Linked DNA regions of Mus musculus: region 2 is linked to region 1. The links are chromatin contacts, called in public HiCAR-type maps. All regions are on one chromosome and are shown on one strand. The core of a region is the stretch at or near the end of the contact, and the rest is flanking DNA. Distances in the headings are between cores, read along the strand shown. Region 1 overlaps Exoc4 (exocyst complex component 4). Region 2 overlaps Slc35b4 (solute carrier family 35, member B4).

Region 1 (6,802 bases), core at 3,272-5,771:
TAGATGAACCTGTCTCCTCAGGTTGTGTAGTCCAGTCCTCACCAGTGAGCACTTAGGAATAATAGATAGATAGCCCTTTGTGTGCTTGCTAGACTGGGTTGGGTTCTGGTAACCCTTTTAGGAAAACAATTGCTTTGTCATGCGACTTTTGCTTTGTTTGCACATTTTTTTTTGTGGGATTGTAAGATTGTTCTTTGTTTGTGATAGTTTTCACTAGTTGAAACAAGCTAAATAAATAGCCAACATGTGATCATTATGACTCATGAAAGTAGTAATACCTGAACCTATTACCTTTAAAGCTTCATTCAGTTGTGTTTCTTAGTTCCTGTCTGATAAATATTTAAAATTTTGCAAATCCTTGATCTCATGTTTGCTTAGAGATCTAAATGAGAGTGGATCCACAGGGAGGCCTGGAGTTTGGTGTCTCTGGCAGTCTACAGTTCACTCTCTCTTCAGGTAGATACTTGGGAGTAGGAGGCTATCTAGGAGAAGGAGGTTGAAGCCTCCTGCTTCTCCTCGTTTTTTGGCTTGTGTCTTAATTTCTTTTGGAGATAGTTGCTAATATCATTTATCTCTGTGAATATCTCTACCAAATTTTTTTAAAAAAACTATTACTTTCTTTTTTTTTTCTTTCCATTTTTTATTAGGTATTTAGCTCATTTACATTTCCAATGCTATACCAAAAGTCCCCCATACCCACCCACCCCCACTCCCCTACCCACCCACTCCCCCTTTTTGGCCCTGGCGTTCCGCTGTACTGGGGCATACAAAGTTTACGTGTCCAATGGGCCTCTCTTTCCAGTGATGGCCGATTAGGCCATCTTTTGTTACATATGCAGCTAGAGTCAAGAGCTCCGGGGTACTGGTTAGTTCATAATGTTGTTCCACCTATAGGATTGCAGATCCCTTTAGCTCCTTGGGTTCTTTCTCTAGCTCCTCCATTGGGAGCCCTGTGATCCATCCATTAGCTGACTGTGAGCATCCACTTCTGTGTTTGCTAGGCCCCGGCATAGTCTCACAAGAGATAGCTACATCTGGGTCCTTTCAATAAAATCTTGCTAGGGTATGCAATGGTGTCAGCGTTTGGGTGCTGATTATGGGGTGGATCCCTGGATATGGCAGTCTCTACATGGTCCATCCTTTCATCTCAGCTCCAAACTTTGTCTCTGTAACTCCTTCCATGGGTGTTTTGTTCCTAATTCTAAGGAGGGGCATAGTATCCACACTTCAGTCTTCATTCTTCTTGAGTTTCATGTGTTTAGCAAATTGTACCTTATATCTTGGGAATCCTAGGTTTGGGGCTAATATCCACTTATCAGTGAGTACATATTGTGTGAGTTCCTTTGTGAATGTGTTACCTCACTCAGGATGATGCCCTCCAGGTCCATCCATTTGGCTAGGAATTTCATAAATTCATTCTTTTTAATAGCTGAGTAGTACTCCATTGTGTAGATGTACCACATTTTCTGTATCCATTCCTCTGTTGAGGGGCATCTGGGGTCTTTCCAGCTTCTGGCTATTATAAATAAGGCTGCTATGAACATAGTGGAGCATGTGTCCTTCTTACCAGTTGGGGCATCTTCTGGATAAATGCCCAGGAGAGGTATTGCTGGATCCTCCGGTAGTACTATGTCCAATTTTCTGAGGAACCGCCAGACTGATTTCCAGAGTGGTTGTACAAGCCTGCAATCCCACCAACAATGGAGGAGTGTTCCTCTTTCTCCACATCCACGCCAGCATCTGCTGTCACCTGAATTTTTGATCTTAGCCATTCTGACTGGTGTGAGGTGGAATCTCAGGGTTGTTTTGATTCACTTGATCTTCGACAAGGGAGCTAAAACCATCCAGTGGAAGAAAGACAGCATTTTCAACAATTGGTGCTGGCACAACTGGTTGTTATCATGTAGAAGAATGCAAATCGATCCATACTTATCTCCTTGTACTAAGGTCAAATCTAAGTGGATCAAAGAACTTCACATAAAACCAGAGACACTGAAACTTATAGAGGAGAAAGTGGGGAAAAGCCTTGAAGATATGGGCACAGGGGAAAAATTCCTGAACAGAACAGCAATGGCATGTGCTGTAAGATCGAGAATTGACAATGGGACCTAATGAAACTCCAAAGTTTCTGCAAGGCAAAAGACACCGTCAACAAGACAAAAAGACCATCAACAGATTGGGAAAGGATCTTTACCTATCCTAAATCAGATAGGGGGCTAATATCCAACATATATAAAGAACTCAAGAAGGTGGACTTCAGAAAATCGAACAACCCCATTAAAAAATGGGGCTCAGAACTGAACAAAGAATTCTCACCTGACGAATACCGAATGGCAGAGAAGCACCTGAAAAAATGTTCAACATCCTTAATCATCAGGGAAACTATTACTTTCTTAATAACATTTCTTTAATGAAGTAGTTGCTCAGAGTTCAATTCCCAGCAACTATATGGTAGCTCACAACCATCTGTAATGGGATCCGACTCCCTGTTCTGGCATACAGACATAAGTACATGTGTACATGAAGACAAAGCACTCATATACATAAATAAACAAGTCTTAGAAAAATAAAAATAAAAAAGCAACTTACATCCTTCCAACATACCATAGCACATAATACACATTGCTATTCTGAAAAGGAGGAACGGGAGCATGTAGGGAGTCCTAGACCAAAGCAACACTGAAATCCCGCAGGACAAACTCCAGATTCTTAGAGGCTTTTTCCCGTCTCCCACTCCTTCCAGCTTTGTTGGTTACAACAAGTTTTTCTCCTGGGCTGGTTTCACTTCCTGTTGTGTTTCTCCGTGGTAGCCACCTCATAGCTTTGGCACATCCAACATCTTGGGTCTCCTATGCAGTCTAGACTTCACTTTCACAGCTTCAAGTAATAGTTTCTTCAGGCAGGAATTCCTTGTCACAGGTCTGGCCTTAGTGGCTTTCCTTGACTGGAGTAGAAGATTACACAACCTATATCCTCTTGACTCTAAATCCAGAATCACCTGACCAAATCCGCCAAATTCTGCTTGCTGGGGCTGGAGTTCTGGCCTCCTCCTTGAATAACATTTGCAGTAAACTTTCCTTGTTGCTTAGACCTAGGAGATCAATAGCTTTCAGGATTAAGCAGGTCTGGGCTTGCCCTGAGATCATTCTGGGCTTCATTTAGTATCAGGCTTTTTAAAAACCACTCTTCTGTTTCAGCTGCTCCCTTTTTCCTCAGACTGTGCATTTTATGTTTCACTTTACCCCGCTTGCTACTTTTCATTGTGTATTTGCATTAAGAGAGATCACTAATAGCCATGCGCCACAGTCAGTATATGCTACCTTGAAATTTCTTCTGCCAAAGCAATCAATCTAAGACTCTTCAATTTAGTCTCCAGCAGATTTTAAGGACAGGGCAAAAAGCAGCCACGTTCTTTGTCAAAATATCACAGACTGGCCTCTAATATTCCTCTCCTCTGAAGCCTCTTGAGCTGGGCCTCCATAGTCTACAGTGCTCTCAGTACTACTGCCTTCCATGTTTCTGCTAGGGCGTTCATTAAGCCCTGCTTACAGCATTCTTTTTTTTTTCTAATCCAAAGTCCCCAAATCTTCCATATTCTAAACAGCAGCTTGGTCAGGCCTGTCACAACAGTACCCTAACTTACCAGGATGCATGGCCACTGGCAAGTTGCAGGTAGGGAGAGAATGAAAAAGAGCCTGGCATGGACCTTTGAAACCTTAAAGTGCACTTCCAGTGACACCGTCCTCCAAGAGGGCCACACTCACCAACCCTTCTTAAGCAGTTCCACAAGCTGGACCTTGACACTGAAGCCTGTGAGCCTGTGTGGCTATTCTTATTCAAGTCACCACAGGCACTGTTCTCAATTCTTCTTTAGGTTGAGATTTGTAAAGTTTGAAGTTCTAGGACTACCCTTGTGTGTGTATGTTCATGTGTATACAAATTATATTTGGTTTCAAGGGAACATAGTCAGAAAACTTGTTTAAATGACTACAGTGGGGTCCTGAAGAACACTTGCTCAAGTGCTGTATTGAATAAGTAGGTACTGTTAAAAATAATTTCTGTGAATACTGTTTGCCAGGCATAGTGTTGTTTTTACCTGAAGTTTATTTATTTATTTATTTGATTGAAGGGCTTTGGAAGCTGTCATTGTTATGTGAGTTTGTGTTTGGGGTATGAATTAAATCTCTTCATGCGAATTCCTACAAGCAAATCAAGTGTGGCTGTGCAGTGGGTGGCTTTTAAGCTTAACTATTTTGGTTGGATTTAATTACCTTGAGGGATAAGGCTACACGATGGGCCAGTGGTTTACCAAATTATGTTTTATTTTCTGGACCTAGATGTCACTGAAGGTTAATGCGTCCTCTTTTCTTCACTAGAGACTTGAGTTAAAAAAATCCATTTTAGGGCGTGAGTATAAATGAATTTGTTGTTGCTTTTCCTCCCTTGGGGACACTTTGGTCATTTTAAGAGTCTGCCTTTCCATTTGGAATTACTGGCAGGTTGCCCAGGACCCAGGGGCTGTCATAGCAGGGGCAGTTGCAAGTCAGTGTGAGAATGTCTGGGCAGGCTTCAGAGGGCAGAGCTGGCCCAGGGCTTGTCAATCTTCCACTCTTTGATTCTTTCCTGCTTTAAACTTAAGGAAACTCATTTGCTGCTGACATTTGATTGCAGCACATCACAAAACAAGTGATGTGTTTATGGGTGAGCCATTACACTTTATTATTATTATTTTTAAGTTGTTTTGGGCTGGTTTGTATTTGACAGCCACAGAGCTTTCTGTATTCATTGTCTAGAAGCTTTCAGGTGTCTTCTTAGACCGCTATAGATCTGTGATTAGTACTTCTTATTACCAAAGCATTCCATGACTTTCCTGTTTGAGACAGGGATTCTCTGTGTAGCACTGGATGTCCTGGACCTCGGTTTGTAGACCAGGCTGGCCTCCAACTCATAGAGATCCGCCTGTCTCTGCCTCACAGGTACTGGGATTAAAGGTGAGTGCTACCACCATCTGACTCATTTCATGACTTTCATTAACTATTGCTTTTATGTGAATGATTTAGTGTTGAGGGTCATTTTGTCTCTATAATCAGATTAAATGGGGTCACCCCGTTGTAAATGGTGTTATTACTTCTTTAGCTACCTCTGCCTGAAAGAAGCATAACCCAAGCTGGCGATAGCCATACACCTGGATTCCTCAGAGCGTGTGAGCTTTATTTCTCATCAGGATTTCTTATGGCTTCCTTTTCTTCTTTCTCATCTTTCCCCTCCACCGTGTAGCCTCAAGTTCCCCTCTTTAACCCCCCCCCCCCCCACTCCTGAGTAGTAATACTTAGAATCTACTCTTCACTTTTTTCCTTTCCAGATATAAAAGATCATTAGCACCTAGAGAATTAATTGTACTTACACAAAGAAGGCGATCACACCTCACGTGCTCCTTCCCACTCTGCAGTTATCACTTGGGGTTTCAAAGTCAGCTTAGATCCCGAGGCTCTTTCATCCTTTCTCTGTTATAGGCATTCCTTTACGATTTCTTTCATTCAGTCCTTCCTGCTTTGAAACCTCTCAGCCATCAGAGCATCTCCTTTGTACTGTACCTTCAGTTCTCCATTTTTGTCCCCCCTTTTCAATCAGATTGGATCAGGTTCTCCTCAGAGGTCATGATTGCTACTTCTCACCTGTAGAATGCATGCAAAAGTGCATTTACTTCCACATGCTTGTGCATGTGAGAACATGAGGACAGCCTGGTTCTTTATAGGTATATGCGTGACCTCAGCTAACAGAGCTATCTGGCTTATGCTCACCACGAGAATAAGCTATTAAAAAAGTATTCTTTGCTTTAATTTTAGTTGTAAGGAGAAACTTTTATTAAGAAGTTGGTTTCAAGCTAGTGTGGTGTTTCATTGCTAGGAAGCCTGAGGCAAGAGGGGTGTGGGTTTGAAGCTACCTGGGGCCACATAGTTAGATCCTGTCTCAAAAAACAAAACAAAACAAAACAAAACAAAACAAAACAAACCAAACCAAACAATCCAAACAAAACAAAATACCACCCTCGAAGAAGTTGATCTCAGCCATAGGCATTGAGATTCTAGTGAAAATATGAATGGATGTAGTTATTTTACATGTGTTTTGGACACGCAGTATGTGGGGGAGTAAACAGCACCTATGGCTTTGCTGTGTTGCTTTATGTGCCTTATGCATTTCTTTGTCAGGATTTTCTTTTCTTTTTCTCTTTTGTTGTATTTATCTTAGCAAATCCTTAAGGGCCTTACTAGGTTAGTCCACACAATACTCTGTAGTCTGATATTGCACACACAGTTCTCATCACTCCTTTTAGATGGTACTGTAAAACCCACTCTTTCTCTTTATGGGGCTGCAAGACTCTTTACATATACTTATTTGGCTTTCTTGTCCTTTCTAGGTGTCAGCAGTGGAGTCCCTGGAGGGTCCACTGCTCCAGGTGGAAGGGCTCAGTGATCTCAGGCTGGAACTTCACAGCAAGAAGATGAACCTGCACTTGGTTCTCATAGAGGAACTGCACCGCCATCTGTATATCAAATCCACTAGCCGGGTGGTACAGCGTAACAAGGAAAAGGGGAAGATGAGGTTGGTTACGGGGCCCGTCTACTACAATGTCTTGTGGCAGTAACATTATTTGGAGTAACATTCTCTGAATTCCAGAATACTGTGATTCATTTTCCTTACCCTGTAATATATATACTGTCTTCAAACTCATAGAAGGTTTTATAATAGAAAATATGCCATATTCAGAGAGGGTAACATCAGTTTGTTCATTCATTCATTG
Region 2 (6,960 bases), core at 2,799-5,298, 860 kb after region 1:
CTCCCCCATTGGTCACTAACTGAGAAAATGCCTTATAGCTGGATCTCATGGAGGCATTTCCTCAACTGAGGCTCCTACCTCTTATGATTCTAGCATGTGCCAGGTTGACAAACAAAAGCAGCCAGTACCCCATCCCTGTAAAGAATAAACTAGGTTAGAGGACTAAACTGGGGTTCCTGTTCCATGCAGCTCAAAACATAAGCCTGATGCATTTTTTTTACAAAAGGGGTGACAGTTTTCATTTCCTGACAGAATTGCATCTGCAATTGCATCTGCAGAGGTGAATGTGTTCTAGAGCCAGGACTGAGCAATAATCTAACACTAACTCCTGTTTAAATGGAGGGCATGAAGCAACCTAGTGGGTAATGGATAATGGATTTAACTTCATCAGTGCAAAGAATCTGAATCATGGAAACTGAAAACTCTTGCAATGATCCTTGCGGAATGGCTGAAGATTTGTTATCGAAGTATAAATCAGAGATGGCATTCAGCCAGGTAGATGAGATAACCCAATTAAAATGCTTTCTGGAACAGAACTTGGAGGAATGAAAAGAACAGTTAACGCACGCGTTAAACATCCTGTAAACTACAGAGACTTAAGCAAATCATTGTAAAAGCTGTGACTTATGCTCTGCTCCACATCTGATGGTTGTTGGCTAATGTTACAGACTTGAGCACTAGGGAAGATGGGTAAACCCTGGTGTAAACACCGAGGAACCGGTATGTCTTGTAACCAGATTTTTGAGGTGTTATTTTCTTGTTTGTTCTGGAGAACAGGATTCAAGCTCTGAGAGAACAGAATATGAATCGAAGCAAAACTAATGTTGAGGTCTGGGACTCACTGTATAGACCACACAAATACCAATCTCAGCCAAATAGGGATGGTTTATTGAATGCCACACCCCAAGACCAATGGATCAGGGCCATGTTCCGGACTTGGAAGTTGAACCATGACACTGAGTCAAGCTCAGTGCTACGGGGCTTTTAAGCCTGAAATACACAAACGTCTGTGCCAAGTTATTCCACCAGTCAGGATTTAGGGGTGGGGGTTTCCTTGGGAACATGTCTTTGTTGTACATTTATCCTGCTCCCATTGGTTGGGGTATTCAACTGTGGCAGGGGACTTGCTTTGTCTAACACACTCATGTCTTGTCAACCGGGATGGGACTTGTCTAACATTCGTGTCTTAACTTGCCAGCCAGGATATCGGTTCCCAGGCTGGTCTTGGGAAATTAAATTTTACTGGACCCCCTACTCAAAATGGAAGTCTTATTCCAAATAGCTTCCTATGTTAGTGAAGGTGTCTCTCTTATGTTGGGGGTCTAAGCTTACTGTACGTAACTATTCAAAGAGTTCTACTGCCTTCTATTGTGATCAGTTTCCAAGGACACAGAGTATAACAGAATATGTAATCAACATGGGCATGAGGACGTTTCCTAGTAACTAGCAGAAACAATGTGAGAAAGTTTCCTTATAATATTAATAACAGCACAAAATGGTAGGCTAGCCAGGTAACAGTTGCCTAGGCCTTAACATTCCATCTAGGCCTTAACAACTAACATGCTAAGAACACAGAGTCGAGGCTCATTGATGGCATTTAGCATATGGAGACCTAAGCCAGTGAGTAGATCGAAATCGAAGTCTTGCCTTGGGAGATAGCATGGGACAATCCTTAGAGCTCAGACTCCGGGGTCTAACAGCTCAAAACTCAGCTCCAACAACATATGAGCAACTGAGCTATGTACGTATGCTAGGTAGTTCTTCCACGCCTCAGTTTCCTAGTTAGTAAAACAAAACGAATTTCCCTCACAGTTGGTTTCCATTGAGAATATTATTATTTAATTACATGAATCAAATGTTAAGAGACTCGGGGAAACCCACACGGATGTGTTGTTCATGCAATCAACTTCATTCATTGTAATAAATTCTAGTGCTTATCATCATAAGATTTACTTGGATTCAGGACGCATTTGGGCTGCCGAGTCATCCATATGCTAGATCCTTAAAGTGCTGATTAAGAAACAATCATGTGTTAAAATAACTTCATTTTAATGATGAGGTGACTATATTAATTTGAAGATAAAGAACATCACTAAAAGCTTTGGCTGTTGACAAACCCACATGCCCACGTGTTTGTTTCTCCTGGGAAACAGACTTTTTGACAACAGAAAAACAAGTGGTATGCACCAGTCTTTGATAGTGCTTGACTGTTTCATTTAAGAAAGGGGTCAAAGGAAATGGATCCTCGTGACATCTCCCTAAGTGCTGGTTGCTCTTCTAGAGTGGCATCTGGAGCATGGTGTGTACAACTGGGTTTTGCTGCTGGTATCAGAAGTACAGGGCACTGTGTAAAAGAGCGCCCTGCTCATGGAAACACGCAGGTTGCTCACGAGTTGAACTAAACCATAATTTACCATCTTAAGAAGTCTCTCTTCTCAGGCTGGCAGTTCAGAACATTCTGGAGTTCAACACGCATTAACCCCTTTGGGCTTCAGCATACCGGGCTTTCAGAGGCCATTCCAGCTCAAAACTGTGGGTCTACTTAAAACACCCAGCTCAGCCTGAAAAAAAGTCTATTAAAACTGTTAAAAGGGGAGGTTTTTTGTTTGCACGTGTGGGTGGCTGCAGACTGAATGGCACACTGCTTGGAGCATGTGCGACTTCTGTGCTAGGATTTATGTAAAAGTAGTGTAGTCTGTAGAGAAAGGGGGCTAATCACACTGACTATTATAAAAGTCAATATACTGGAGAGATTCGCTGCAGACACTGCCGCAACCTTCTAGAACTCCAATGGCAGACCAATCTACTTTACTTTTGTGAAGCAGAAGCAGGCAGTAGCCTGGGGAGGGGCCTCTTACTGATCCAGCTGCGAAGCATCAGGAAGACAGGCTGCTGACAATGGTCCACAGCGAAGCATCCCGCCGCCACCATGTACAAGGTAAAAACAAGAGAGCTCTTGAAACCACACACGAGCCCTGAAGGCAATGGTGATTGGACACACCTGCAGGGATTTATCACTTTTATTAAGAAACAACGATTGCAAATTAAAGATAAAAACCAGATGTCTTATGAGTTTTTTTCAGAGGTGAAAAATGGCTCTTTACAAGAAATGACAGTAAAAAGGGCACATTCAGTTTGGCAAAACGTTCTATTCAAAGAGCCTCCCTTCCCTCCTTAACTGCTCAAATAGCTCCTATGGCTGGGAGTGAGGTCTGATATTTACACAGCTCAAAGTCTGAATGCTCACTAATGTCTTTGGGCTGTTCTACACACACGGCTGCTCTGTGCTCCCTCCAGCTCTGATCTTTGTTCTTAAAATGTACTACTCAATGAAGCGTTCCGAGTCTGGATGAATAAAATCCTCACCACCATAATTTGCTACTTTTCAAATCATCCTTCTTGGGAAGCTGAGGCCATTCTCTGGAAAGAAAGCAAACAGCTCGGAAATGCTCGCAATTGCGAGCAAAGCACAAAGGCTTTCTTGTGTTGCTGGGGGATAACCACTGCCTCCCACTTTGCCTGAGGAGTCTACCTTCCACCAGAAAAGATGTAAAATAACTCGTCTGTCAAAGGCATCATTACACGCCCCCCCCCTCAAATATGGGCGGTGTCTGGATGCAGACCAGGCCTTTTCTGCCTGTGGCTCTTTTGCTGCTTGCCTCATGGTGGTAATTTCCGTAGGCAAAGCTCAGGGGAAGAAGTTTGTGATACTCAGAGAAGACCAAGATACACAGCTCTCCAGACAGCAGTAATACTGACTGCAGGGTGCTGGTCACCAAGCAGCCACTTCAAAAACCCTTAGGACTCTAACAATCTGGTGAGTTTCTTCCTGAACATCAACTGTACATGGTAATATGCACACAAGCCTCTTCCCTCTTCCCTACCACCACGCATCAAGAGAGCAAAAAGCTGGGTAGCATTCTCTGGACCTCTCCCAATAACTGCTCCCCACTCTTTTTCTTCTTTGGAGCCACTGGGCTGTTCCCTTCCTTGGCTGTAAGGAACCATTATGGAGAGGGAGGAAGAGGCCTTGGCAAGCATTTACTTTCTCATGTAACACACGTCAGACACTTTGCCAGGAGCTGGCAGTTCAGAAATGAATTATGCATGCTCCCGGCCTCTTCCATTCCTGGAATGTCTACAGTGAGGAAACTTCTAAAAAAAAAAAAAGAATATACAATAAAATTGAGAAGGGCCAGCCTCCAATCCCAGCTCTGGTCATAGCAAACATATTCCAGTGCTTAAATACTGTAAATACTTATTTCCAAACACTACACTGGTAGTAATGAGCACATTTTCTCTATATTCTGTCAATGTCAGCTTCAAGTGCCACAGACAAGATGCAGTCAATAACTCTCAGCGGAAAGCCCAAAGCACTTTGTTTATGTAGCAGGAGTTCCTCCTAATTCTATCTGCCGCTAGCCAAAGAGAAGATCTGGGTGTCAGATCTTTAACACACGCTTTTTCCTCTAAGTACGCTATCTGCTCAGATACTGACTCCATTCCCCTTCCCCGACTTTAGGCTAAAAAGAGCCCAACTAGAAGGGACATGTAGCAGTGGTTCTCTGCTCCTGGGCTGAGCTGGACAAGAATACGCAGTCGGTTCAGATAAAGCTTCCATGCAAGCTCTCTGCCGAGTGCTTCCCATACACTGCACTCTTACTAGCGATGCTTACAGAAACACTAGACAAGGCATTCTAGATGGATATAAATACCCTAGAAAACTCCTGAAAATTACCACAAGCCCCAGGGACTCAACTGCCCAAGGGGATGCAGGTGCAGTCAGGAACCCAGGGGTCAGGAAGAGCAAAGGCACAAAATCCAAAAGCGGACCCCAGCATGGAGGAAAGCGGGCCCGGGAAATGACTGCAGGCTGAGACCCCTCAGAACTACCATGTGTTCCTCCCAGAACAGAAGAGGGCAGCCACAGGCAGCACCAACCACCCTGGCAGAGAACTGAGTGCTGGACTTTGGTCAGCTGGGCAGGAAGAAGGGGAAAGGATATGCAGAACCAACCTCATAAAATCAACTGTAAGTCTACCTAGTGTATTGGGTGAAAAGAAAACAAAAGAATCCACACTATCTATGGGGCCCTAGGTCTGATCCTCGGCACTGCGAGAAAAAAGTTTAAGAACTGAAAACATGTTTCTAGTGAAAGTGATAAAGACGGCGTCGGCAACAGCAGGTTGTGAGATAGTAAGTATAACCCAAGCGTCCACCCCTGTCCTGCCACCTCATACACGAGTCATGCTGCCGTGCGGCCGCAGACACACTACATTTCCCGGCTAGAGGCCTTTGCTATTTGGCTTTTGCTCTAGAGTTTTACATGTCTTAAGCTCTATTTTGAGACAAACGATATGCTCTGTCTCTGAACAAAGGTGTTTAATAGGCAGTTCTCTACATTCCATGGAGCCTGGTCCTTGGTAAAATGGCTTATTTGCCCTTTTAAAACCTTTACAGTCCACATGCTAAACAAACAAACAAACAAACAAACAAATGGCAAAGAGAAATGACTTTTATAAAGAGTGATTTTATGGATGTATCCAGAGATGGTCCTATTAAGGGGTTAGCTGGTGTAGGGAGGACAAACAGCATATGTGTGCTCTTATTTGTAGCTCCTGAGCTTTGTAGAGAGACATGAAACCACGGTGTGTATGCGATCTGAAGGTAGAAGGCAAAACTGTTCAGGGGAACAGCAGGACCTAACACGGGGAGAGGAGAGCTTGGGGGAAGTACTCAACTGCAGGGAAGTGTCCAACCACAGGGCCCTGTGCAACAAGCATACACAATGAGAAGGAAAACAGAACCTTTAGAAGGGCAATTTTACAAAACTGTAACTAGTGCCGGTTACATTTTCTTCTGTCTACTGCACGGCAGGAAGCAGCTGGGGCACTTGCTAGCTTGAGCCAGCAGAGCCCGCACTCTTATCTGTTCTTACATCTCCTTCAACAAAACCCACAAAGGGATACACATTCTGAAACCCTAACCGGTCCAGTTAGATTGTATCAGCCAGTCTCAGGGAACTACAAGCTGTGTGCTACTTCTCCCAACATAAAAAGGGAAGCTCTAGGTAACTGAAGGTTATAGCCTGTTAGGAGTAATCAGAATGGAGCCTCAAGAGCCCCGAGGGACAGATTCTTCTGTTAAACTGGAAGAAAAAAGTACTTTTTATTACTGTCTTTTTAAGGGGGCTTTTAACACTTGGTATTTATAGCAACATTGGTCCAGGCAACCCCACATATTTCAAAGTAGCTACAGAGCTTCTGGGACTGTGAATGGGTTCACATCTAATTCAGGTCTTTGAGAACAGACCATTACCAGCACTGGGAAGCTGTCAATGGCCAGAATGACAATCAGTCTGCAAACCTGGGGACTTAGGTGGAGAAACAGTATCTGCATTTAATGTAACAGAAAAAAGTCTTAACTGCCTTCCCAGGGGACCCAGAGGATTAGGACAGTTCTCTTTGCCTTCCCAGGGGACCCAGAGGATTGGGATAGTTCTCTTTGCTGCTGCTGTTCAGACCCATCAAAGAGCATCTTCAGAGGGTGCAACAAAGAGCTACAGTGAGCCGAGGAGATGGAGAGCCACTCCTCAGTCTGAGCACAGTCAGCACATAGTGGAAGAATGGAAGGCTGTCGTCTGTGCGAGAGAAACATTGTGTGTAGCTGTTTGCAGAGGAGCAGATGGCTAGGTGAGGGTAATGAGGGTCTGGCCCTAAGTGGGGACGAGGAAAGAAAGCAACACAATGTTCTTGTTCTTCAATCACATACAATCCAGCTAAGGGCACACAAGCGCCACATGCTGTGTGACAGGGTTACTCTTCCTCAAGGGGATCCAAGAGAGGACAATCAGACCTTCAGAGTGATCAGCGGAAAAGAGCCAGGCCTGTTTCTGTATGTAAACATGCTGTGTCATGCCACCTCCCAGGCACACCCAAAAGCAGTCCCATATCTATGGAA

The links. HiCAR-type assays count read pairs that join an accessible place to other places.
Region 2: a HiCAR-type map of astrocytes shows a contact between it and region 1, with 4 times the contacts expected there. The contact joins two enhancer-like sites. A contact is called at or near these places in 2 of 115 datasets of contacts at active chromatin or transcription factors (astrocytes and embryonic stem cells) and 1 of 9 other capture datasets (embryonic stem cells).

The regions. Positions count from the first base shown.
Region 1 is chr6:33,290,315-33,297,116 of GRCm38.p6, forward strand. It overlaps Exoc4 (exocyst complex component 4), which reads left to right. Exons shown (of 18, transcript NM_009148.4): 4 at 6,419-6,603. Among named protein-coding and RNA genes, the nearest start is that of Exoc4, 45 kb to the left of the region's middle. Within about 2 kb of position 4,522, at least 15 of the 459 cell types and tissues checked have an H3K27ac peak or open chromatin away from gene starts, as enhancers often do. A contact at or near this core is called in astrocytes, where this site is marked.
Region 2 is chr6:34,150,378-34,157,337 of GRCm38.p6, forward strand. It overlaps Slc35b4 (solute carrier family 35, member B4), which reads right to left. Exons shown (of 10, transcript NM_021435.3): 10 at 5,502-6,960. Among named protein-coding and RNA genes, the nearest start is that of Gm13855, 23 kb to the right of the region's middle. Within about 2 kb of position 4,049, at least 87 of the 459 cell types and tissues checked have an H3K27ac peak or open chromatin away from gene starts, as enhancers often do. A contact at or near this core is called in astrocytes, where this site is marked.